Regions from separate parts of the Mus musculus genome. Here all the other regions are linked to region 5. Evidence: chromatin contacts called from public HiChIP or PLAC-seq and Micro-C data. All regions are on one chromosome and are shown on one strand. Each heading gives the region's core, a stretch centred on a gene start, on an enhancer-like site or on the middle of the called end of the contact. The rest is flanking DNA. Distances are from core to core; before and after follow the strand shown. Region 1 holds the start of Kcnk6 (potassium inwardly-rectifying channel, subfamily K, member 6). Region 2 holds the start of Spint2 (serine protease inhibitor, Kunitz type 2). Region 3 overlaps Samd4b (sterile alpha motif domain containing 4B). Region 4 holds the start of Ggn (gametogenetin). Region 5 holds the start of Lgals4 (lectin, galactose binding, soluble 4).

What was found. A called contact is a pair of places that touch in the nucleus more often than the background predicts. HiChIP or PLAC-seq counts read pairs in DNA pulled down with a chosen protein or histone mark.
Region 1: a contact with region 5 is called in an HNF4G HiChIP or PLAC-seq map of pancreatic cancer cells. The contact joins the promoter of Kcnk6 here to the promoter of Lgals4 in region 5. A contact is called at or near these places in 1 of 39 promoter capture datasets (neural stem cells), 1 of 484 Hi-C or Micro-C datasets (regulatory T cells) and 2 of 115 datasets of contacts at active chromatin or transcription factors (bone marrow-derived macrophages and pancreatic cancer cells).
Region 2: a FOXA1 HiChIP or PLAC-seq map of pancreatic cancer cells shows a contact between it and region 5. The contact joins the promoter of Spint2 here to the promoter of Lgals4 in region 5. A contact is called at or near these places in 1 of 39 promoter capture datasets (hematopoietic stem and progenitor cells) and 1 of 115 datasets of contacts at active chromatin or transcription factors (pancreatic cancer cells).
Region 3: a contact with region 5 is called in a Micro-C map of embryonic stem cells, with 1.5 times the contacts expected there. The contact joins the enhancer-like site here to the promoter of Lgals4 in region 5. A contact is called at or near these places in 9 of 39 promoter capture datasets (the 3T3-L1 cell line, embryonic stem cells, hematopoietic stem and progenitor cells and 4 more), 1 of 484 Hi-C or Micro-C datasets (embryonic stem cells) and 1 of 9 other capture datasets (adipose tissue).
Region 4: a FOXA1 HiChIP or PLAC-seq map of pancreatic cancer cells shows a contact between it and region 5. The contact joins the promoter of Ggn here to the promoter of Lgals4 in region 5. A contact is called at or near these places in 1 of 484 Hi-C or Micro-C datasets (cerebral cortex), 2 of 115 datasets of contacts at active chromatin or transcription factors (astrocytes and pancreatic cancer cells) and 2 of 9 other capture datasets (adipose tissue and pancreatic islet).

Annotation. Positions count from the first base shown.
Region 1 is chr7:29,229,669-29,233,877 of GRCm38.p6, forward strand. Kcnk6 (potassium inwardly-rectifying channel, subfamily K, member 6) reads right to left here and starts at 2,854. Exons shown (of 3, transcript NM_001033525.3): 1 at 2,494-2,854. The coding sequence starts at 2,815.
Region 2 is chr7:29,279,431-29,284,038 of GRCm38.p6, forward strand. It overlaps Spint2 (serine protease inhibitor, Kunitz type 2), which reads right to left and starts at 2,547. Exons shown (of 7, transcript NM_011464.2): 1 at 2,082-2,547. The coding sequence starts at 2,187. It overlaps Gm45977 (a long non-coding RNA gene), which reads right to left. Exons shown (of 4, transcript XR_003946629.1): 4 at 4,290-4,588.
Region 3 is chr7:28,415,929-28,420,497 of GRCm38.p6, forward strand. The region is part of intron 2 of Samd4b (sterile alpha motif domain containing 4B); the gene reads right to left. Among named protein-coding and RNA genes, the nearest start is that of Samd4b, 18 kb to the right of the region's middle. Within about 2 kb of position 2,588, at least 98 of the 459 cell types and tissues checked have an H3K27ac peak or open chromatin away from gene starts, as enhancers often do. A contact at or near this core is called in adipose tissue and embryonic stem cells, where this site is marked.
Region 4 is chr7:29,167,725-29,172,377 of GRCm38.p6, forward strand. Ggn (gametogenetin) reads left to right here and starts at 2,486. Exons shown (of 3, transcript NM_001358852.1): 1 at 2,486-2,717; 2 at 3,454-4,653. The coding sequence starts at 3,473. It overlaps Spred3 (sprouty-related EVH1 domain containing 3), which reads right to left and starts at 923. Exons shown (of 6, transcript NM_182927.3): 1 at 796-923; 2 at 69-249. The coding sequence starts at 245.
Region 5 is chr7:28,831,139-28,835,506 of GRCm38.p6, forward strand. It overlaps Lgals4 (lectin, galactose binding, soluble 4), which reads left to right and starts at 2,656. Exons shown (of 10, transcript NM_010706.2): 1 at 2,656-3,088; 2 at 3,310-3,398. The coding sequence starts at 3,044. Ech1 (enoyl coenzyme A hydratase 1, peroxisomal) reads left to right here. Exons shown (of 10, transcript NM_016772.1): 7 at 79-149; 8 at 251-322; 9 at 579-729; 10 at 866-1,101. The coding sequence ends at 970.

The sequences.
Region 1 (4,209 bases), core at 1,604-4,103, 400 kb after region 5:
GTCTGCTCATTCCCTCCTCGGCTTATTACTGAACCAGAAGCTTGCTGACTCCAGCCCCAAGACAGTGCCTGTGTCTACGCTGAGGCTGGAGTAGCAGGCTTGCATAGCCACGCTCAGCATCTGCGCGACTGCTGGGACTTGGAATCCGGTTTCTCATAGCACCTTCCCCCCCCCTGGCTTCTCCCTTGTCCTGTCTTGTCTTGTTGAGACAGGGTCTCACGTAGTTCTGGCTGACCCTCTTGCTTCCACCTCCTGAGTACCGAGGTGTATCCCACCATGCCCAGCTGAGGAGTCCATAACCTTAAATCAAGACCAGGATCCTGGTTGTAAATAAGACCTTGGGGCCCTGGTTTCATAGGAGGCACCAACAGATATCGTCTGGATTGTGTGAGTTCTCCTGCAGCCAGAGCTCCTGAGCCCAGGGCATCTGAAGGAAAGAGTGAGGTAGACATCGCTAAGGTGTCTTCTGGGTGTCAAGTGGAGTGAGTAATGCTTTTGGGGGGCAGGGGGTCTCTGTCAGAGAGGACCCTGAATGTTCCAGATAGAGAGGGTGTCATGTCTCGGGAAGTCACAGCTATGGGGTGTGAAGGAGGTCCAACTCCAGGACATCCCCCCTGTTTGGGGAATCCTCAGTGAGCATGTTGGTCACGTGGGTGGTATAATGACAATTTTAGAATATTTTTTTATAAAGATCACAGAAATATAAGAATATGTTTTTGTTTTAATCCCAGGTATAGGGATATGGGGCTGCTTCTGACTGTCCACAGCAGCTGACTATGATTTGTCTCATGCTCTAGCAGGGTCGTGATTTTGCCAGATGCAGGTAGTTTCTGTGATTGTGTGACATCTGGAATTCTGGGGACTTTTAAAAAGGTATATATAAATGCTAGGGCCCTGAGAGGTGTGGTGGGCTGTTTGTTGGTCACTGTTGGCTGTGGTTTGTTATGTAGTCATGTGCAAAGCAGAAACAACAAGAAAGTGGATATCCTGACTGTGAAGATCAAATTTGCTCCAAGGAACTCGATGCCCTAATCAGCAGGAAGCAGTCTAACAATAACGCTGCCCCCTTTCTGACCCCTGCCTTCAGCCAGGGATCTCTTTCCTCTCTATCCCTTCTTTGCCCTTATCTAGTGTTAGAGGGTTGAAAAGGGTGGAAAAAAGAACCCACAAAATAGCCAAAGACAGCTACATGGCCAGGAAGAGCAGATAGAGAGAATTGAGTCTTTGTCTGGATTGTGTCCTGGGGTGAGGATTTGTTCTCGCTGAGTAGGGTCACAGTCTAGAGAAGAGATAGGAGTCCCATTCATGAGTTTAGGTGTTTTGTTTTTTGAAGTACTAAGGGTTGAACTCAGGATCTCACGCATGCTAGGCAAGTGTTCTACCACCGAGCTACACCTCAGCCCTCCTCACTTGAGCTGAAAGAGACCCTCACTACCAGTCCTTGGTGTGAAAAGGGCAAGAGAAAAAAAAAAAGAAAGAAAGAAAGAAGAGAAAAAAAAAAGAAAAGAAAAAAAAGAAAAAAGAAAAGAGCAAGAGGTTTTGCTGGAGGTAGTTAGGGGTAGGAGTCTCAACTTGGAGGATTTCAAGCGGGACAGCCAATCAGCCAATGGTTCTTCCTTGAGGACGCTCTGGGTTCGCGCCATTCTTACAGCCCGCTGTAGGAGCTGCTGATCCAGGAATCTGAGTCTAGAGTGGAAAACATTGGGAGAATCCCAACAACTCAGGGGAGGTGTAAAGATGGGTGGAGGAGCCCTGTGTTAGAGTAGGAAGTCCAGGAGAGGGGGGGAGGGGGGGACCTTCAGTCAGTCTGTTAGTCCCCGGACCAGGGATCTTGCTGGAGAGTGCCCAAAGCGGAAGGGATCCTAGAACCGGTCTCAGGTCAGGCTAAGGTCTCTTCCTAGAAGACAGACCTCCAGTAATGTTGCCCTGCTATTACTGACTAGCATGCATGAAGGCCTGAGTTCAACTCACAGTTCACTGGGGCACTGAGTTCAGGAGGAAGTTAAAGTGGGCTGTTCCAGAAAGGACCTATCTGGAGCCAGAAGACAAGGCTGGAAGAGATGGTGTGCCAGCCCTATTGTAACACAGCCCCCGAGGTTAGACACCCAAGGAAAGCCCTACCAAGGCCCTTGCCAATCATCTATGATAATCCTAGGATTAAGACAAGAGTGAGCCAGGCTGGTGACCCACACCTGTAATCCCAGCATTTAGGAGGCTGAGACAGGAGGATGAAATTCCAAGCCAACCTGCGCCTAAAGGTACATGCTATCTCAAAACCAAACAAAAAGGCACCAAAGGGGATGCTGTCTGAGAAAGTATTCCAAGGGAACTGGGGTGTGTAGTACGAGGGCTCTCCAAATGAGGCAGCTGTGGCCAGTGTGGGTCAGTTGGGAATGGAGGTTGTTCTGAGAGCACCAGGACGATTGGGATGAAGGTGTATGTTAAGGGGTCCGGACACTATCTGGGACTGGGTGATGGATAGCACTCACTTACCCACGGTGGTGACAAGCGTGCTGGCGAAGAAGAGCGCCGAGGCGAAGTCCCACGCAGGGTCCGAAGCGTTGGCAGCTCCCGAGGCGTTGGCGAGCGCTGCGCGCCCCAGCCGTCCGGCCGCCAGCACCCGCTCCACGAAGGCATCCAGGGCGTGAGCCGCCACGCACGGGCTGTGCTGTAGCAGCTGCTCCCGCAGGGTCCCCAGTTCTGCCCGCAGCCGGGCTTCGTGAGGCCGCTCCAGCCGCGCCACAAGCAGCGCGCCCAGCGCCAGGTACCCGGCGTAGGCGGCCAGGGCGCTAGCCAGGAGCGCGCCCCGCCGCATGGTGCCCGTACAGCCCCGACACCCGCTGACGTGGCCCCCGCCGGCCCACCGCCCGAGGTCCGCTTTTAGTTCCGGGAGCTCCAGGCGCGGCCACCGACGCCCCGAAGAGGAAGAGGAAAAGGAAAAAGGGGGAGGAGCGGGGCTGGCGGAACGCCCTGACGCTGGGAAACTGAGGCACGCCCAAACACCTGGTGTAGGTACAGGGACACCGGAGGGTGGAGTTCGACGCTCCGGGATCGGGGAGTCAAATGGGATGGGAAGGGCTGCGGAGTCCTTTCCTGCCTGAAGTTCCTTGCAACTCTCCTCCTCGCGACTCCTTAACTCAGATCTGAAACTCTCCTCCGAAGTGGGAGCTTTCTGTTTGTAACCTTTTTTTTTTTTTTTTTTTTTTTCTCGAGACAGGGTTTCTCTGTGTAGCCCTGGCTGTCCTGTCTCACTCTGTAGACCAGGATGGCCTGGAACTTAGAAATCTGCCTGCCTCTGCACTGTACCCAGTGTTTGCTTGAGGCACTAAGACGTGGGATAAGTTGTGGGTGGGTGGGAGGGGCCTACGATTTCGGAATAATTGACCAGGAGTCAGGGGGCATTGTTGGAAGACCTCTGTCTCAATAAATAAACAATACATTGCTTACTTTCATGGTGGCGCACCCCTTTTATCCAGCACTCAGGAGGCAGAGGCAGCTATATTTCTGAGTTCAAGCCAGCCTGTGTACATAGTAAGTTCCAGGGCTACATAGTAGGACACAGTCTCAAGAAACACAGAACACACACAAAAATGAGCAAATAAATTTCGGATGTGGTTGTGGTGGCTTGCACATAATAACCTTAACATTTGAGCAATAGACTGGGCCATCACCGGCTCCAGGCCAACCTGGGCTACCTAGTGAATACCTGTCTCAAAAGGTGTGGTGGAGTGGCTGGAGAGAATAGCTAAGAGTATTAGTTGCTTCTGCAGATGACCTGGATATAGATATGTATATAGATATGTATATATCTATATCCAGGGTAGGGACTCCCTTTTCCTGGAGGCTGAGATGTTCCTACGTACATTAGAAAAGTTAAAGGTAGAGCAGCAAAGCCCCGTCTCAAAACAAAACAAAAACCAACAACAAACTAGTAAGTAGCCTAGGGGGTGGCTCACTTCTTTAATCCCAGCACTTGGGAGGCAGAGACAGAGGCAGATGGATCGCTCTGTGAGGGAAGCTTGCTCTACAGAGGGAGTTCCAGGTCAGCCAGGGTGACAAAGTGAGACATTGTCTCAATAGTAAATTAATAGGTAAAACTGAAAGCAGGGTTTCCCTTATTTTTCTCCTGTAGGTCCCCTCACGTCCCTCTATGACGTGGACTCAGTGCTCTCCTTACTGCTGTGTGGAGGGCAGACCAGAATCCTCCCA
Region 2 (4,608 bases), core at 1,297-3,796, 450 kb after region 5:
AGGCAAAAAGATGTCATCAAGAGTAGAAGGTTCACTGCCTGCCACCTGCCATCTGCTGACCCACATCTGCTCCTCTCCACAGTCTTTATCTAGGCTGGGTTTACTTGTGGGGAGTTCCATTCAGACAAAGGAGCCTTGTTCTCTGTCTACCCTCCAATGACCTTGTCTTCCACATCACCTCAGTCTAACATGAACATTTACATTTCTTCAGGACCCCAGTGTCCTCACCTAGGCTCAGGGTCCACTCTATCTAATTTTCTAAGTCTTTCCTTCCAGAACCTCAACTGTAACAATCTGCTGACCATACCTGCCACCTTCCCACTGCCCCTCAGCTACTGGTGAAGATAAGAATCTATGAGCGGCCTTTTATAATCACTCCTGTCCAAGTTCCTCCACTTCCTTTGGTAGCACTATACAGCTAGAATGTGCCAGAGACATGCCTTTGTTTGCTGAGAAAAACCAGACACCCATCCAACCCAAAAAAAAAAAAAAAAAACCCAAAACCTATCAAAACTGGTGCCTCTGACAAAGCTGTTGAAGCTTTCAAACAAAGAGCCCTTGATATAAGTGAGGGCAGCAGTTCACCAGCCTGAAGGCCGGCGTACTTCAAAAAGGTCGGTAAGTCTAGTCCGTTCAGAAGGACACGGCCTAGCCAATCACTTTGTGTGACCTTCCAAAGGCCTATGATGTCACCACCACATCAGGCCGGTTCTAGGCTCAGACAACGCAAGAGCTTAGAAAAGCCATATCCACAGCCACAGGCCAGGTAACTTATAGACACAAGGCAACCTGGAGTCTGGCTATACTACAATGGTCAACCTCTGCACTTCTGACTCTGGATCACCAGGGCTGAGCCTCTCCCACCGGCCTGTGGCATTCTCCATAACTCTTGTTGTTGCCCTAGTCTTAGACACAGGAATAGACCATTCCTCAGAAGCTACCACACTCCCTGCTTTCTCTTTCACCAAATAGGTTGCCCACTAAGGACTTGGGCCTCGTGGCTGTGTCCACTTCTCCCCTTCCTGACTTCTGTTCCAGCCTTGGGGTGGGGGTGGGGTCTTTTCCTTGATCACAATCAATTTTACTCTAGACCCTCACTACTCCCTCCCACTACCTGGGACACTGGTCCCAAGGTCTTAGTATGGCTGCCACCTACTCATTCAATTGTTAGGATAGGTGCCACCCTCCTTAGAGTACTTCCTGAGTTAAGTACCCTTCACCATCTTCTATCACTGTTCTTATCCCGCTGTCTTCTAGTCACCGCTAGTCATTTAATCTTTGGCGAGTACTCTGCACGTTAAGTGTTCGCTCCCACTGGAATCCAAGCTCTGCGAATTCAGGAACCTGTCTAGTCTTGAGTCAGCCACGACCACCATTCTTACAGACCCTCAGCGGGGACTCAATTAAGTTTGCTCAATCAATGAATTCTTTCAAAAGAGATCTTTTCAAAGCTGGCTAGTGGTTGTCTGAAGCAGTTAAAAGTTGTAACGACTCCTAAAGACGCAAACCCCAGCTGCTGGGTGCCAATACTACACTCGGAGAACAGACGTTCCTGCATTGGCAGGCACCTTGGCAAAGCTCCTCCCTTCTACCAACCGCTGCTTCTCTTCTTCCTCGGGAGATCATGGGGCTGTTGCCATATGTGATATCAACAGGTGTCCGAAGTGCGTTTTCCCTGTACCCAAAGCGGCCAACAGGTCTCCCGAACAAATTTCCACCTCTGAGGCTTGAATGCGCCCCCCACCCCCACCCCAAGTCCCCGTCCCCACCCCGGGCTTTCTTTGGCCAAGCAATTTCCGCTTCGTTGAGCTCCTCACCCACTTCCAGTGCCACGCCTTCCTGGGTCAATACACCTCATCTCCCTCCCTTCCTCCTTCCTTCTGGAAGGGACACTTTGCTAACCCTTACGCCCCCGCGCTCGCGAGGCTCCTACCCTTCCTAGCCCGCCACCTGCAGGTCTGGCTCCACCGCCCATCCTCCCCAACCCCAAGGAGCCTGCGATCACTCTGCGCACCGAGTACCCCCACTTTCGCTGCGGCCTCCTCTATCCCCTGCTCCCGGATCCCCCGCCTGGCCCTCACCGTGGACGTCTAGTTCTCGGCTGGCCACCTGGGCCCCGGAGAGGAGCAGCGAAGCTACCAAGGCGAGGAGCGCCCGGCCCCGCCGCAGCTCACAAAGCTGCGCCATGACCTGCTGCCAGCGCCGCGCGCCAGGCCTCGAGCCGCCGGCCGTTGGGGTGTGGGGGTGGGGTCTCGCGAGCAGGTGCGGGAAAGCCCACGGCCGCGCACGCGCACTGCAGGTCCGCGGGCTCAGGTGCGGCTTCGCCCCGGAGTAGGACTTCGAGGCGCCCGGGTCCCCGGAAGCCCTTTTTTCTGGCTTTTGGCGCGTGCGACGCCTTAGTTGCCTCCCAACACGGTCCCTGGACTCGCGCGGCAACACTCTGCGACTCTTCCCCAGACTGTGAAAGCCTCCACCCGTCCGAGGAGTACTACGGCGAATGGCGGACGCAGGGACACAAGAGAAGGTGGCACCCAGGCTGGGGGTGGGGCGCACCTGGCGGGGCGGGGCAGATGCGGCGCAAGCGCGGAGGGCCCCGCACCTGGCTCTGCGGCCTGCACCTGGCACCGCCCCCGGCTCCTGGGAGGAGGCGTGGTTGGCATTGACCCCGCCCCAGCCGGACCTTGCGGGAGGCGTGGGTCTGTTGGCCACGACGTCCTTGCGCCTTCGTGCTTGCGCTGTGACTATGGCGAGAGAAACTTTTCGGAAACCTGTGGCTGTCTGCCCGCTCTGCTTTAGCGTTCCTTTAGGTGTGAGAGATATATCCTGCCTAAATTCCTCGTTCTCTGTGCCATAAACAAATGTCCCGGATTGAGCAGTGGCCAGGCCAGCTTGGCCTGTGTGTCGTCAAACAGGATCAGCCCGTAGTAGTGATGCGGAAGCAGAGGGAAGAGTGATCAGGAATGTGATGGTGAAATCCTACAGTTGAGTGAGCAGGGGTTGGGACAGTGAAAATCAGGGCATGATCAGAGCCCAGTTTCCTATTCAGTGCGACTGCCAGTTAGGCAGGGCACTGTCTGGAAAGAGGTGACAAGTCCTTAAAACTGCAGGTTTCTCTGGACCCCGTACAGGAAGACAAATACAAATATATAGAGGTGTTAGGGTGACGATCAGAAGCTTGCAAAGGATGAACAGACCTGAAAGGGGGAGGGACACGGGGACTGGACTAGGTACAACACCCAAAGGAGACTTACAAACCACTACCACAGAACCAGGGTGGGCTTCTGGAAAGAAGCTCCATTTAAACTGGATGAATGGAGGAGGGCTGACAGAGGAAGTAGAAGGCCGTTAGCAGAAGAATTAATGATCTCGTTATCATTGAAAATACTGCTCTTGGGCTGGCAAAGTGGCTAAGTAAATACAACTGCCACCAAACCTGATGACCAGATTCGCACCTGCTCGCAAGGTCACCCCCCACCACCACCCCCCAACGGCTGGAGGCCTGGCGTGCCCGGGTGCTCCACGCCTTGTTAGCTTCGCTGCTTCTCTCCGGGGCCCAGGCGGCCAGGAGATTCCTGGTGCAAACACGGTGGAAGAAGAGAACTGGCTTCCTGAAGTTCTCTGACCTCCACACTGTAGCCATGGCACCTGCCAGACCACACGAACACAGACACACACACACAGACACACACACACACACAGACACACACACACACACACACACACACACAAATAAATGTGTTTAAGAAAAATAAAATAGGGCTGGAGAGATGGCTCAGCGGTTAAGAGCACTGACTGCTCTTCTGAAGGTCCTGAGTTCAAATCCCAGCAACCACATGGTGGCTCACAACCATCTATAATAAGATCTGTCACCCTCTTCTGGTGTCTAAAGACAACTACAGTATACTTCATACAATAATAAATAAATCAAAAAAAAAAAAAAAAAAAGGAACTGACTGCTCTTCCAGAGGTCCTGAGTTCAATTCCCAGCAACCACATGGTGGCTCACAACCATCCAAAACGAGTAGCCGTCTTCAGATACTCCAGAAGAGGGCGTCAGATCTCGTTATGGATGGTTGTGAGCCACCATGTGGTTGCTGGGAATTTAACCCAGGACCTCTGGAAGGGCAGTCGGGTGCTCTTACCCACTGAGCAATCTCACCAGCCCCAATAAATCTTTTTTTAAAAAAGAAAAGAAAAAGAAAATAACGTCCTTATTACGGTAAACAAAGTAGGCCTGGTTGCGCAAGCCTGTACTCCCAGCACTCTGGATGTGGAAACAGAACTGGGATAGCTCATAGCCAACCCCAGTAACAAGCACCAACCCCTACCCTGAAGAACAAAAAGCAAAAAGAAAACCACCAGGTGTGGGGTGTAATTCACTTGCTAGAGCACTCACCTAGCAGGCAGGAAGCCCTGAGTTTGATTCTCAGCATCACACAAACCAACCTTGGCATCACAAAGCCAACCTTCTTGGCAGATGCCTGTAATCCCAGCACTCAGGAGCTGAAAGCCAGAGGACCCAAAGCAAGAGTTCAAATTTATAGTCAGCATAGCAAACTCAGACCAGTCCGGGATTCATGAGACCCTGCTAAGCAACAGAAAAAAGAC
Region 3 (4,569 bases), core at 1,338-3,837, 420 kb before region 5:
AAACAGTCTACCACTGAGTTATATATACTCTAAGCCTTCTTTTTACTTTGTACTTTAAGATAGGGCTTCACTAAAAGTGGCCCAGGCTAGCCTTGAACTCATTCTGTAATCCAGAGAGGCAATGAAGTGGTGGTCCTCTTGCCTCAGTATACTAACTAGCTGCTCTTTCAAGCCTTAACCAACAGGCCAATTATGGTTGTTTATGTCCATGTGTGTCCATGTCTGTGTCTCATGGAGGTCACAACCTGTAAGAGTCAATATTCTCCTCACACTATATCGGTCCCAAAAATCCAACTTAAGATGTCAGGCTCACCTGCAAGGGCCTTTACCAAATGAATCATCTGCCAGTCCAGTTTGGTTATTTTAACATGACACACAAAATCAATATGAAATACTTGATAAATCTGAGTACCATCTCCTCTATATGGTTCCAATTTTAGCAGACGTGCTCTTACAAGAGCGGTAAGCTCCAAATTGGTTTTTTTTTTTTTTTTTTTCTTTTCTGAGACAGGGTCTCACTAGGTAGCTCAGTCTGGCCGCAGGCTCTGATTCCCTCTCCTCAGCTCCCTAAGTACCGTGCCCTCCTGCACTAAGCTCCAGCTCTGCTCCATCAAGGAAACTCAGAATCCTCCCTACAGTGTAGCTGTTAGGAACTAAGTGAGGCTCAGTTTAAGGTCAGTCCTCTGGAAATAGTTTTTTACTTTTTGTTATTAGTATTGTGGTCAGTGTATTTTTTTATGGTTTCTTCCTTTTCAGCAATATACAAAGATTCTAAAGGTACAGGCCAACCAGTCAGCCTAGGAAACAGAATGGGATTAGACCTCAAAAATCTAGATACAGCCAGGCAAGATGGTGCAAGCCTATCATCAAGTTCAAGGTCTGCAGGAGATACAGGGTAAGTTCAAGAGCAGCCTTAGCAAAAGCATATCTCAAAAGAAAAGAGAGGGAGGGAGGGAGAAGGATGAGAAGAGAGAGCATGCACTGGGGATCCAGCTCAGTGGTAAAGAGCACACATCTAATGTGTATGAGGCCTCACATTCAAAATAAGAGAAAAAAGAAAACGTCATGTGCCTGTAGCCACAACGCAGAATGGACACACAGATACTTGCAAATTACTCCTCTGTACCTTTTGTCTTAATTCTGTAGTCTGGAATTCACATTAGTTTCTAATTCTACTTAAATCTGTAGCTCTTGGAGTGAATCACACAACTCAGAACTCCTGGGGTCTGGCCTGCAAGTCTCTGCTCTCTGTTTTCTTGGAGAGCCCCTGTTAAAGTGACAGGAAATTCATCCATTCAAAGCCATCCACTCACTTTATGACCACAGCACCAGCCCAAGAGTAACAGAACTAGCAGTACTGCAAGCACTCCTCACAAGGACAACAATGATGGCTGACACTGAGTGCATGTATGTGCTGTCCACCCTTAGCTTAACCATTTTATTATTTCTACACACAAGTAAGACCTGGGAAGGTGAAGTGACAGGACTGCAAGTGACAAACATGAAATCTAAGTTGCATGTCCTGGAAGAAACTTTCTCCATTTTATTTTAGGTGTCTTTCTGCATGTGTGTTGGTGTTTCATGTGCATGCAATGCCTGTGGAGGCCAGAAGAGGGTGTCAGATCCCCAGGTACTGGAGTTAGACAATTGTGAGCCAACATGTGGGTGCTGGGAATGGGCCTGGGCCTCTGGAAAAGCAGTCAGTGGTTACTGAGTCATTCCTCCAGCCTTCACTGTAACTTTCCATCTTCCAGTGCCAATGCTTTCAGTCTTGACTCCTCTTACATTATACCTGCCACTTAAAGCCAGGAAAATGCCTCTCCCATCTATCTTTATCTGAACCAGCTCTCAGTGTCCACAAAGTTCTTTCTCCAACCATCACAATATTTAAAATTTAAAATAAAATTAAAATTCTGAAGTGGGACAAGTTCTTCCTTAAGTCAGGAAGCCTTTTCTAGCCTATCCTTCTACCTCCAACTGGCATGGAGTCACATAACACTTTGATATCTTTCTTTTTTGGACTTAGTTCCAACCTTTCATTCTTGATGAGAAATACAGCAAGTAATATTAAGGACAAAGTCAAAGGCCTTGTATTCCAGCTGTCTGTACAAGAAGCACAGGGTTGCTGAGATGTGGGCTGCTCAGATTTAGGTAAGGGTGTCTGTGAAGGATTAACGGTCTGCATGTAGTTAATGTGCAAGATGTGGCTCAGTGATGGGTCTTTTTCTCCTTGCTCCTGCATCCCTACCCAGACTTCTCAATTGCTGTTGTTTAGGCATTACAGTGTAGCCAGAGGCATCTAAGACACAGAGAAGCCTTGTCTAAACCTCCCCCACCCCCAGAGTACTGCCAGGACCCCAGGGCTATGGGATGCAGCTTCTCCTCTGGTACTGCCAGGGGACGCGACAGAACAGCCTCAAGGGTTGGGCTCAAAGGAGGACCTTGTTCTATTGCCCAGAAAGGAGAGAGTAATTCTGAACCGATGAAGGCTGACCCTGAGGAAATGTGTGCTCATGTGTCTGAGTGGTGGTGGTAGGAAGGGCGAGCCTCCCAGGACTGGGAAGCGTCAATGAGCACTGGAATGAGTCCAAGGAATGTGCATAGCCTCAGGCCTCTTGGGGTGAGCCCAGCTGGGGATGCAGATGACGGGTGGGGATGGAACTTCTAGTTTCCTGCCCAGATCAGAAAACTCTGGCCCAGAGTTAGGCACAGCAGGGGCCCAATGAATACCTGGACGATTGACCCAGACGGTCTGTTGGTAGGTAGTGGTGTCTACGTGTGTAATGTGCCCTCTCTGGGATTCCAAACATTCAGTTATCCTGCCTTAAGTTCTAGCAGAGTATATTCTGCAAGTTCAAAAGGAAAAACCTGCCTGGGTTTAATAAACAAACAAACAAATTAATTCTGCCTCTGTCTCCACGACTCAGTATACTGTAACCATGGACCAGTTCTTTAAATTCACTGAATCTTGGTCATTTCTTTATGCAACAATGGCTGTAAAGTTACAGGGTTGTAGACAACAAGGGTGCAAAGCACCTGGCATGAGCAAGTGCTCAGCACATGAACACAAACCTCCACTGTCCCTGGGTGGAAATCTTTCTTGAGGCTATTAACCCGTGGCTCACTTAGCACAGCACAACTGGGACTCCCCTTAAGAGTTCCCACAGGGTTGGGGACATTTTTGCAACTATTTACCAAAACCAGACACATGTCTGCTCTTAAGTTAGAGGCATATTTTGTAGTGATAAAATGCTGGAAGTGGGTGGACTGGGTTTGGGGAACCAAGCAATGCAAGAATGCCAGCAGTTGCTCCTGTCAGAGATGCAAATTTGGACTCTGAGGACACAGAGAAGGTAAAGTAGATTGTGTGAGTGCCCTCCTTAGCATGATGGCCATGGGATGGAACTGGACAGGTAACCCAAGCAAAGTAGGTCATGACCCTTGGTCCTGGCAAATCATAGGGAGCCAAATGTATCTTTGAGACATAGAGGAAGCCCATTTTTATATGTTTAGTGTTGTAACAATCATGTTGGCCTCTCTGGCACTAATCAGAGGGGCTGGGGCTTGGCTTCAGACATACTCTTCTCTGCCTCACCCAGCTCACACAGACACGCGTTCACATTTTTGTTTGATGAACTATGTCAGTAGAGCCTGAAAGGGAAGGGTGGGGGTATCAGAGGATGAGTTCTGGTGACTCACTCACCATGGCCCCTTCTGACCCCTGTTTTCCCACCCAAATTCAGGGAGCCAGAGAGGGAGAGGCTTAAATCTGCTAGATATGGAGACTGACTCAGAGGACTAGATGTAAGAAGAAATGCAAGAACTGCAGACCAGGAAGAGGATGAGGAAGAAGAGATCTTAGCTGCCCAGACCCAATCTCCAGCTACCAGCCCATGGGAACACCCTTATGATTCAAGACACATTCAGCAGCCCAAGACTGCTGTTGGAGCTCCAAACAGCAGAGAACTAGGATAAGTAGGGCTGATGACAACTGGGAACTCTAGGCCTCTCTGTCCTGGTTGGTTATTTTTGTCAACCTACCACAATTTAGAATTTTCCTAAGAAGAGGAACTTCAATTGAGGCTTCCAGAAGATTGGCCTATAGGCAACCCTGTGAGACATTTTTCTTGATTAATTATCTGTGGGTGGGCCCAGACCACTATGGGCAGGTGATCCTGAGTGGTATTAAGAAAGCAGGTAGAGCAAGCTATGAAGAACCAGTAAGCAGTGTTCCTCTGTGATATGTGCTTCAGTTCCTACCTCCAGGTGCCTGTATGGAGTTCCTGCTTTGATGTCCCTTCAGAATGGACTGTAAGCTTTAGATGAATAAGCTCTTCCTTCCCCAAGTTGCTTTGATCAATGTGCCTACCACTCTAAGACAGGAGATGGACCTGAAGGACATGAGTCACAGTGCTTGGTCTTTATAAGAATCTGGACCCCTCTCTGGGCCCATCCCTTCAGGATTCTCACTTATTATTGGGTCTGGGGTGGGGGTGGGGGTGTGAAGATTCGGAATCTGTATTTTAAGTTGTTCTGACCCTGAGATTATGATAATACATGAGTGGGAAA
Region 4 (4,653 bases), core at 1,236-3,735, 340 kb after region 5:
ACCCCCTCCCCAGCCCCAGCCCTCCTTCCCCAGGGCTCATCCCACTCCCACACCCCAGGGTGGCTCACTTTCTGGTCCCGAAGCCGCTCCCCGTGGATGACGTAGTGCCCCTGGCGGGCCCCCCCCTCGGGCCTGGCCCCTCGGACCCGACATACGCTCACCTGGCTGAGGCCCCCGCCCCCCACAGGCAGCCAGCCCCCACTGGAGTCATCTCGGGCCATCACCACGGCTCGGACCCGCACCATGTACCTGGAGGAGGTGGGGAGGACAGAAACAACACAGGCCGTGAACTCAAATCTTGTTCCCGGTTTGAGCGTTCTCCCTAACCCTGCCCTCGTCTTTTATCCCTTACCTCTGGATTTACCTCACCCTCAAGCCACCAGTACACCCACCCCTTGCCCACTTTCTTCTATCATGGCTTCTTTCTTCTTAGTGACATCTTGCCCACCATCCTTTTTCGTATCTACCTTTTCTCGCCATCCCCACCTCTTCAGCACCTTCCCTTATCTCCACCCCCTTAGCCTGGGTTTGCCACTTCCCCTCCCCCTACAGCTCATCCCCCTCAACCCCAGTCTCCTTCCCTCTCATCACAAACCCATAGCCCCACCCATTGTCCCCTCTCACAGCTGGATTCCTGCGCATATATATTTTCTCTGGACTCATCAACTCAGCTTCAGTGCCCCCAACACTGCCTCCGCACCCTAGTCACCCAGGCCACTAACTGGGTGAGAAACCTGGCTTCTCTCCCCCCCCCCCCTTCCCGGATTTATGAATGAGACCGGATGCAAAGCTCACTGAGTCACCCAGCAACCAGGAGATGGGCAGGGAGCAGAGAGAGAACCAGAAATGGCCAGAAAGAGAGGCCGAGAAGGAGATGGAGGCAGAGAAAACCAGCAACCGGAGACCGAAAAGATACAAGGAGCATTTCATTCACAAAAATCAAGGCTGCTCCGGTTGGTCTCAGTTGAGGGAAGCCAAGAGAGATGGGAGGGGAGATAATGATCCAGCCCCTCACCCCCCCGCCCCCCGCCATCCTTCAGAAACATTTTACCCCGCCCCCAGTTTAGGGGATGTAGCCCTCCGCCCAGCAATCAGGATTACCATTCAGCCCCACTGTCCCAGGCTCATGGAGCATGAAGTCCCAACCTTATGAGCCCAGGCAACGAGTTCTAGCCCCCTCCCCCACCTGCAGGATGTCGGGTTTCCCCAGCCGTTCAGGAGGGGAAGGGGCGGCCACAGCGCCCCCAGCCCCCTTTTCTCAATGGGATGGGATTTTGTGAATGAGCAGTCACGTGACACTGCTTCCTTTGTCCGCCCGCCTCCCCCAACAACAGGTGAAGCGGGGAAAGAGGGCTGGGGTCCCCCCCAAAGGCCTAGCTGAGATAGGGCACTGAGATCTTGGGGTGTCCTATGCTCCCACACATCTATTTTCCCGGGGAGAGTAGTCATCAGAGTTCCTCAATGGCGAGGGTCCACGACAGAATTTTGTGAATGGGGCATCCTCGGAAGAAGTCCAGGACCCCCAAATGGAGATTGGCACCCCAAATGGCTACCGCGTAGTTTGGTGCCCCCACCCCTCTTGTTCTCCCAGCTTGTGTCCGCAGGGTGCAAGGGTGGGCAGAGGATTACAGATGCGATCCAGGCTGCCCCCTCACCCTGGCAGGCAGTCTCGTCAGCCCCCCGCCCCCTCGCCACTCTGGGCACCTGCCTGGGAGGCTCCGGCCGGGCTCCGAGCGGCGGCGACGCGGCCTCCTCCTCCTCCTCCTCCTCCTCCTCCTCTTCTCTCCCGCTCCCTCACTGGCTCCGGCGGCGCTGGAGACGGGCACCGGGAGCCGGGGCGAGGGGGGAGGGAGGGGGAACCTGGAAGATGTGTGTGGGGGAGGGGGCGGCTTGGGGGAGGGGTAGAAGCAAGGCAGGCGTACATGCCCGCTGGGTCCTAGAGCCCGGCTAGGGCTACAACGAACATCTATAGCCCCCATTTTCTCGGGACCCAGAAGGGAATCCCCACTTTTCCACTTATCTGAACGGTTGGTCCCTGATGATATGAGAAGGGAACAGAAATAGACCCTGGTCCCAAGGTTCTAGAGAGAAGGTGGTCCACGGTCAGGGCTCTGAATGGGAGGGGCGGGATGCCTGGCAGGGTTCGAAAAGGGGAGGGGCCTGGGAGCCTGAGTAAGGAAGGAGGTTTGGACGCTGAAGGAACTGAGAGGGTGCGTCACGGAAGGGGCGGGCGGGTGGACCTTCTGAGCCATCCCAGGAAAGACAGGGTCTTAGAAAGAGATGCTGCCTGGACTTAGCAAGGCGGAGCTTGGACATAAATTTCCTTAGTGACAGGTCAAATAAGAGGCTCAAAAGGAGGAGCTATGTAGCAAGTGTTTGCCATGGGTGGGGGTCCGGGGAGGGGCTTAAGAGAGAGGGGTGTGGCATTATAAAGGGGTGGGGCTTAATGAGAAGGGGCCTGCCTACCCACTATGAAGAGTTTTCTGTATTTTTCTAAGGGTGATCCAGGTTTGAAGGGCTGCACTCAAGCTGGCTTGCAGGGGGCAGGGCCTCGAGCTCGGGGCGGGGCCTAGATCTCGGGGGTCGTCCTCGCTGTCTCGCCCACTTGCCTTCACCCGCACACCCGTTCTTTTCGGTTATTTTCTGCTACGGCCGTTCCCCGCCCTGCCTTGGGCCCACGGGGCAGTGATCTGATCTTTGGTCGGCTGGAGGAGTCGGTGAGTTGGGTCCACTTAAGAGGCGGAGCTGGGCGGAGCTTTAGGAAAGGGGTGGAGCCTAAGTTAAGATCTGTCACAAACGCCAAGCGGGAAAAGTTTAAGAGGCTTGAGGATTTGTTGCTGGCTAGGAAGAGGGAGGGATCCAAATGATCGACACAGAGAGACGGTGGGTGATCGGAGGGTTAGGACTGAAGGACTAGGGAACTAATTAGATCACAGTCCCAGGTATTTGTTAGGCAGAGACGGACCTGATCCGGGGCGGTGAGGGGCGAGGATATGGCCGGATTCTTGACAATCAGGAGCGACTAGAGAATGGGGCGGGGCCTGGTTAGACTAGTGTTGAAAGAGAAGCGTGAATTCATTGTTGGCTATTGGGCATAACCATCATTACCCATGTGGTTTGAAACTTTCAACAGAGAGGCTGGCGAGACTGACTCCTGGAGCCTGGAGATCCCGGGAGTGGCAAAAGTGTTAGGGATGTGATCCAAGGGATCAGGGTTGGCGCCTTTGTACACTAAGAAGTTAGGTTCGAAGAGTAAGAACTGCAGCCTTGAGACCATGGGGAAGGGGGCGTGACCATGGCGAATCGGAGAACTGAAGACTTAAGAGCCGGGGGCTGAGATAATATTGGAGGACAGGGCAGACCAATGCAGACAGGGGCAGTCCAAGAACAGCCTGAGCCGTGGAGTCCCCGCAGAACCCGCCGACTGACTGGTGAAAGTTTTTTTAACCACAGTCCCCGACCTTCTTCAAAAATGGGGAACGTGCAGTCGGAGCCGTCCGCGGGCGGGGGTTCCCGAAAAGAGCAGGCCTCAGACCGCGCCTCCGACTCCCGCAGGACGCCTCTAGTGGAGCCCGAGGTGACCCCCTCATCCCCTGCCATGCGCCTGGCTCGAGGGCTGGGCGTCTGGTTCCCTGGCAGTTCCGGGCCCCCGGGACTCCTGATACCCCCGGAGCCCCAGGCCTCATCCTCGCCCCTGCCCCTGACCTTAGAACTGCCCTCGCCAGTGACACCCCCTCCAGAGGAGGCGGCTGCGGTCTCCACACCACCCCCGCCCCCCGTGGGGACCCTGCTGCCTGCGCCATCTAAGTGGCGAAAACCCACGGGCACTTCAGTGCCTCGGATCCGCGGTCTTCTGGAGGCGAGCCATCGTGGTCAGGGTGACCCTCCAAGCCTCCGCCCGCTGCCACCGCTGCCCCGGCAACTGACCGAAAAAGACCCGGTCCTGAGGGCCCCAGCCCCACCTCCGACGCCCCTGGAACCTCGGAAACAACTACCGCCAGCACCATCAACTTGCGATCCGCAGCCCCTGAGCCGCAGAATCACTCTGGCCTCGTCGGCCACAAGCCCCACAGAAAGTCAGGTCAGACACAGCAGCGAGGGTCAGGCGGCCGGGGGAGCCCACGGAGGGGTACCTCCCCAAGCTGGAGAGGGCGAAATGGCTCGGTCTGCTACTTCCGAGTCTGGCCTGAGTCTGCTGTGTAAAGTCACCTTCAAGTCGGGGCCCCATTTGTCCCCCACATCGGCCTCGGGTCCCTTAGCAGCCAAAGCCTCACCCGGGGCCGGTGGTGGCGGACTGTTTGCCTCTTCTGGGGCCATCTCCTATGCTGAGGTCCTGAAGCAAGGGCCCCAACCTCCTGGAGCCACTCGTCCCTTGGGAGAGGTCCCTCCTGGAGCCACTCGTCCCTTGGGAGAGGTCCCTCGTGCAGCTCAGGAAACCGAGGGTGGTGACGGAGATGGCGAAGGGTGTTCTGGTCCCCCTTCGGTGCCTGCTCCCCTTGCCCGGGCTCTACCGCCGCCCCCTTACACCACCTTCCCAGGTTCAAAGCCCAAATTCGACTGGGTGAGCCCTCCTGATGGCACTGAACGGCATTTCCGATTCAATGGGGCTGTCGGGGGAATCGGGGCACCCCGACGGCGCACGACCACGCTCTC
Region 5 (4,368 bases), core at 1,406-3,905:
GAGCCTCTGCAAGCAATGCGTGATGACCTGAGCCGAGTTGGAAGCAACAAGCAAACACTGATAAGTGTTTCTCTCTAGGAGGTAGATATGGGCTTGGCTGCTGATGTAGGAACACTGCAGAGACTGCCCAAGGTCATCGGGAACCAGAGGTGAGGCGGCTGACCATGGAGGAGGGGCCAGCCCAGCCCCCAGCCCACCCCCCCCCTTTCAGGCTGACAGGATCTTCTGATCTGCTCTCCCTATTCTGTAGCCTGGTCAACGAGCTGACCTTCTCTGCCCGCAAGATGATGGCTGACGAGGCCCTGGACAGTGGGCTGGTCAGGTAGGGCCCTGATTGGCTAGCTGATGGCAGGGAAGTGCCATCATGACAGGGCCATCTCAGCAGATTGGGGCTCTATGGTCCCCTGTATCCTCACTCCAGAGACCAGATGGCCTTTGCTGGAGTGCCTGTTTGCTCTTCTGAGCCTGAGGATGTGGTTGAACCCTTTGGTTGGGGCTTCCCATTTTCTCTGGGAGGCCACCTGGTCATCCACAGGGCAGGGAGAGGATGTCCCCCTCACCTAATCTTTCCCTGGCAGCCGCGTGTTCCAAGATAAGGACGCCATGCTGAATGCAGCCTTTGCCCTGGCGGCTGATATTTCCAGCAAGAGCCCTGTGGCTGTGCAGGGGTCAAAAATCAATCTCATCTACTCCCGAGACCATTCTGTGGACGAGAGCCTTGACTACATGGTAAGGCCCTGCCTACACCAACTGTTGTGCGCCCTGGTCCACGGTGAACAACTGCGGGCTTGGCGAGTGGGGAGAATCTGCACATGCGCACTCCTCTGATTGGCGCCTTCCGGTCTTCCCCGCACCCTTGATCCAGGCCACCTGGAACATGAGCATGCTGCAGACCCAGGACATCATCAAATCAGTCCAGGCAGCCATGGAGAAGAGGGACACAAAAAGCATCACCTTCTCCAAGCTCTGAATGTCTTCCGGACCCTGAGAGAGGAGGACTCCACGGAGCCAGGCCTCCTCCCATGGGGTGTCCCAGTGTATAACTTTATGACTTAGTTCTTCATTTCCTGGGGCCTTATCTTCACTGTGAACAATAAAGTTTGAACACAGCGGGGTGTCTTTACTGCAGTGGGTGGGGGCTCAGAGGCACTAGTTCCAGGGAGGGCAGCTGGGCAGGCAGGGAGGCGGGCAAATCTGACCGGGCTAAGAGGAAGTGTTTAAAGAACAGAAACAGGAAGGCTGAAAGGGACACCTGTTCCCTGTGCCCGTCCTTGTGTGAGCTGTGTCACTCCTCAGGACGCACAGTAGGGCCATGGAGTTGAGCTGACTTCATTGCTACCCATCTTGAGCCAATCAGTTCATTTCTTCCTTCTTTCTTTTTTTTTTCCTTGCAAGAGCAGCAAGTGCTCTTCTCTTACCCCTCTGCCGTCTCCGCAGCCCTTTACAGACATGCTGACTTTTGTTGCTTCTTAGTGTGTGTGCATTTGGGAGGAAGTTAATTCTCTTCCCATCACATGGGTCCTTGGGTTGAACTTGGTGGCAAGTGTCTTCTTTACCTGTTAAGCCACCCAGCCACCCCTCCCCAACTCCTCTTTTAATTTAATTTTATTTTTAGATACAGTTTCATGTAGACAAGTCTGGCCTGGAACTCACTGTGTAGCTGAGAATGACACCAGATTCCTATTTACCGAGGTGCATCACCACATCTGGCCAGTTGTTTCCTCCCCCCCCCCCCCCCTGTGTGTTTGTTTTCTTATCCATGAATGATCTGGATTTATGTTTGGAATGAGTGTAAGAGGTCAAACATTTACTTAGTGTTTTCTGTGTGCTGAGTGCCGATCCGGTGTTGGGCACTTAACTACTGTGGTGAGCATTTGCTCTCTCCTTCCCTGCATCGGTGGGGCTGGAGCCCAGGACCCCACACAGGCCAGACCCAGGGCTCCACCTCTGAGCTCTGGCCCAGCCCGCTCTCTTCTTTTTTTTTTTTTTTTTTTTTTTTTTTTTTTGGTTTTTCGAGACAGGATTTCTCTGTATAACCCTGGCTGTCCTGGAACTCACTTTGTAGACCAGGCTGGCCTCCAACTCAGAAATCTGCCTGCCTCTGCCTCCCGAGTGCTGAGATTAAAGGCGTGAGCCACCACCACACAGCTTCTTTTTCTTTTCTTTTTTCCCTTTTTTTCTCTGTTACCTCTCCTTCCTTCCTTCCTTCCTTCCTTCCTTCCTTTCCTCTCCTCTTTCTTCCTTTCTCTCTCTCTCTCTCTCTCTCTCTCTCTCTCTCTCTCTCTCTCTCTTTCTTTCTTTTTCTGAGACAGGGTCTTTTACATAGCCTTGGCTGTTCCAGAATTGACTATTTAACTGTTAAGCCACTTAGCTGCCCCTCCCCAGTTTGACACTGCAGGGGAGCCTCAAACTCTGCCTTCCTCCATCTTCTAAATGCTAGGGTTTAAAGTCATTGCCATGGTGCCCAGCAATTTTTTTTTTTTTAAGGCAGAGTCTTGCTCTGCAGACAAGGCTGCCCCTGAGCATGCAAGTAATTCTGCCTCTGCCTCCCGAGTGCTGGGGTCACTCTAGTATGAGGGCCACCTGCAGCCAGCCACCAATGGCAGAACTGGAACCCAGAACCTGTGGCCCCAGCTGCGTGTGCACTGGGCCCCTGTTACATAGCGTGTGGGGTCAGGAGGTACCCGCCCTTTACTCTGCTTCTGTTGCCCACCTGTTCAGACATTCCTGTGGCCTAGCCCCTGCCCTGCCCACCTGATCCACCCTCCCTCTGCCAACAGTCCTCTGGGCAGGGTTTTATGGTTCTGATAAAGCCTTGCAAGGGCAAAGTCCAGAAATACTTCCTCCTTGTCTGGGCCCTAAGAGGGTCAGCATCCCTGCTAGGATGGGAGACAAGGGTGTGCCCTAGAAGTCTCCACCAGAGAGACCTCCTGTACTCTCTCCCCTGCCAGCCACTCCCTCTAGTATAAGGGCCACCTGCAGCCAGCCACCACTTCCCACACATCTCTTCTCTCCAGGCAAGCTATCAGCCCAGACTCTCAAGATGGCCTATGTTCCAGCACCGGGCTACCAGCCCACCTACAATCCGGTGAGATGCCCACCTGAGCCCACACCTCTCTTCCCCAGCCCCATTTTCTCGTTTTCTCCCTTTGCTATGCTGGGCAAGTATTCTCCTATTGACCCATATCCTTAGCTCCTTACCCTAAGTCTCATCTCCCCCGCTTAAGGGACTGAGAGTCTTTGGGGTGAGAGGAAAGGGTTGTGGCTGGCAGGCAACCTCTGAGGCTCTTCACCTGGTCCCTTCTACAGACTCTGCCCTACAAGAGACCCATCCCAGGTGGCCTCAGTGTCGGGATGTCCGTTTACATCCAAGGAATGGCCAAAGAGAACATGAGACGGTGAGACAGTCCCCAGCGCACTTCCCCGCTCACCCCAGGGAGGGGCCTTCGCCTTCCCTAACTCTGATGCCAGGTGGTTTGAAATATGCTGAGAGTCCATTGTTCACAGGGTTCCTCTGGTGGCTTGTGGAGTACAAATGGCCTATGGGGACAGAAATGAACAGGGAGACCCCAACCTAGGAAGTGAGCAAAGGAAGGAAGCAGTGGAGGGCTAGTAGACTAAGGGCTGTGCGGGTCATATCAAGATTGGCCAAGAGAAGTCAGGAAGGGGTCACTACAAGAGGTGGCTCTATGACTGGGACAATACCCTGAAGTGACAGACTTGAGAGTTAATTCAGATCACAAGGTCAGAGCCATGCCCTGAGGTCACCTCCCTTGTCCCCTGTGTGTGGAGGGTACTCAGCCACTGTGTGATTCAGATTGCTACTGAACATCTCTGTACTTCAGCTTCCAATCTGTAAAATGGGATGATTGTCAGGTTTCAGTGTGCAAAAGAGCAATTCCACTAAGGCTTGGCTTTTTCCATGGTTCAGCTTGGTATATATGTGTGTGCAGAGTATATGTACATGTGTGTGTACATGCATGTTTGTGTGAGACAGAAGATAACCTCAAATGTCTTTCTCAGGCATCATCCACCTTTGTGTTTGTGTGTGGGCACACATATGTGTGCACAAGTGTGTGTGCCCATGTGTGTAGGTGTATGTGCAGGTGCATCTGTGTGCATGTGGAGACCAGAGGTCAACTTCTGGTGTCACCTCAATCACCTTTCACATTGTTTTTTTTTTTTTTTTTGTGGGTTTTGTTTTGTTTCTGAGGCAGTGGTCTCACCATGTAGCCCTGGCTAGCCACACCATGCCTAGTACTAGGAGCAGAGAGGGTGGGGACAAAAACCCTTGCCCTCTCAGGTGATGCACAGCAGTAATCCCAACCCTTTGCAAGCTAAGGCAGGAAGGGCACAAGTTAGAGGCTA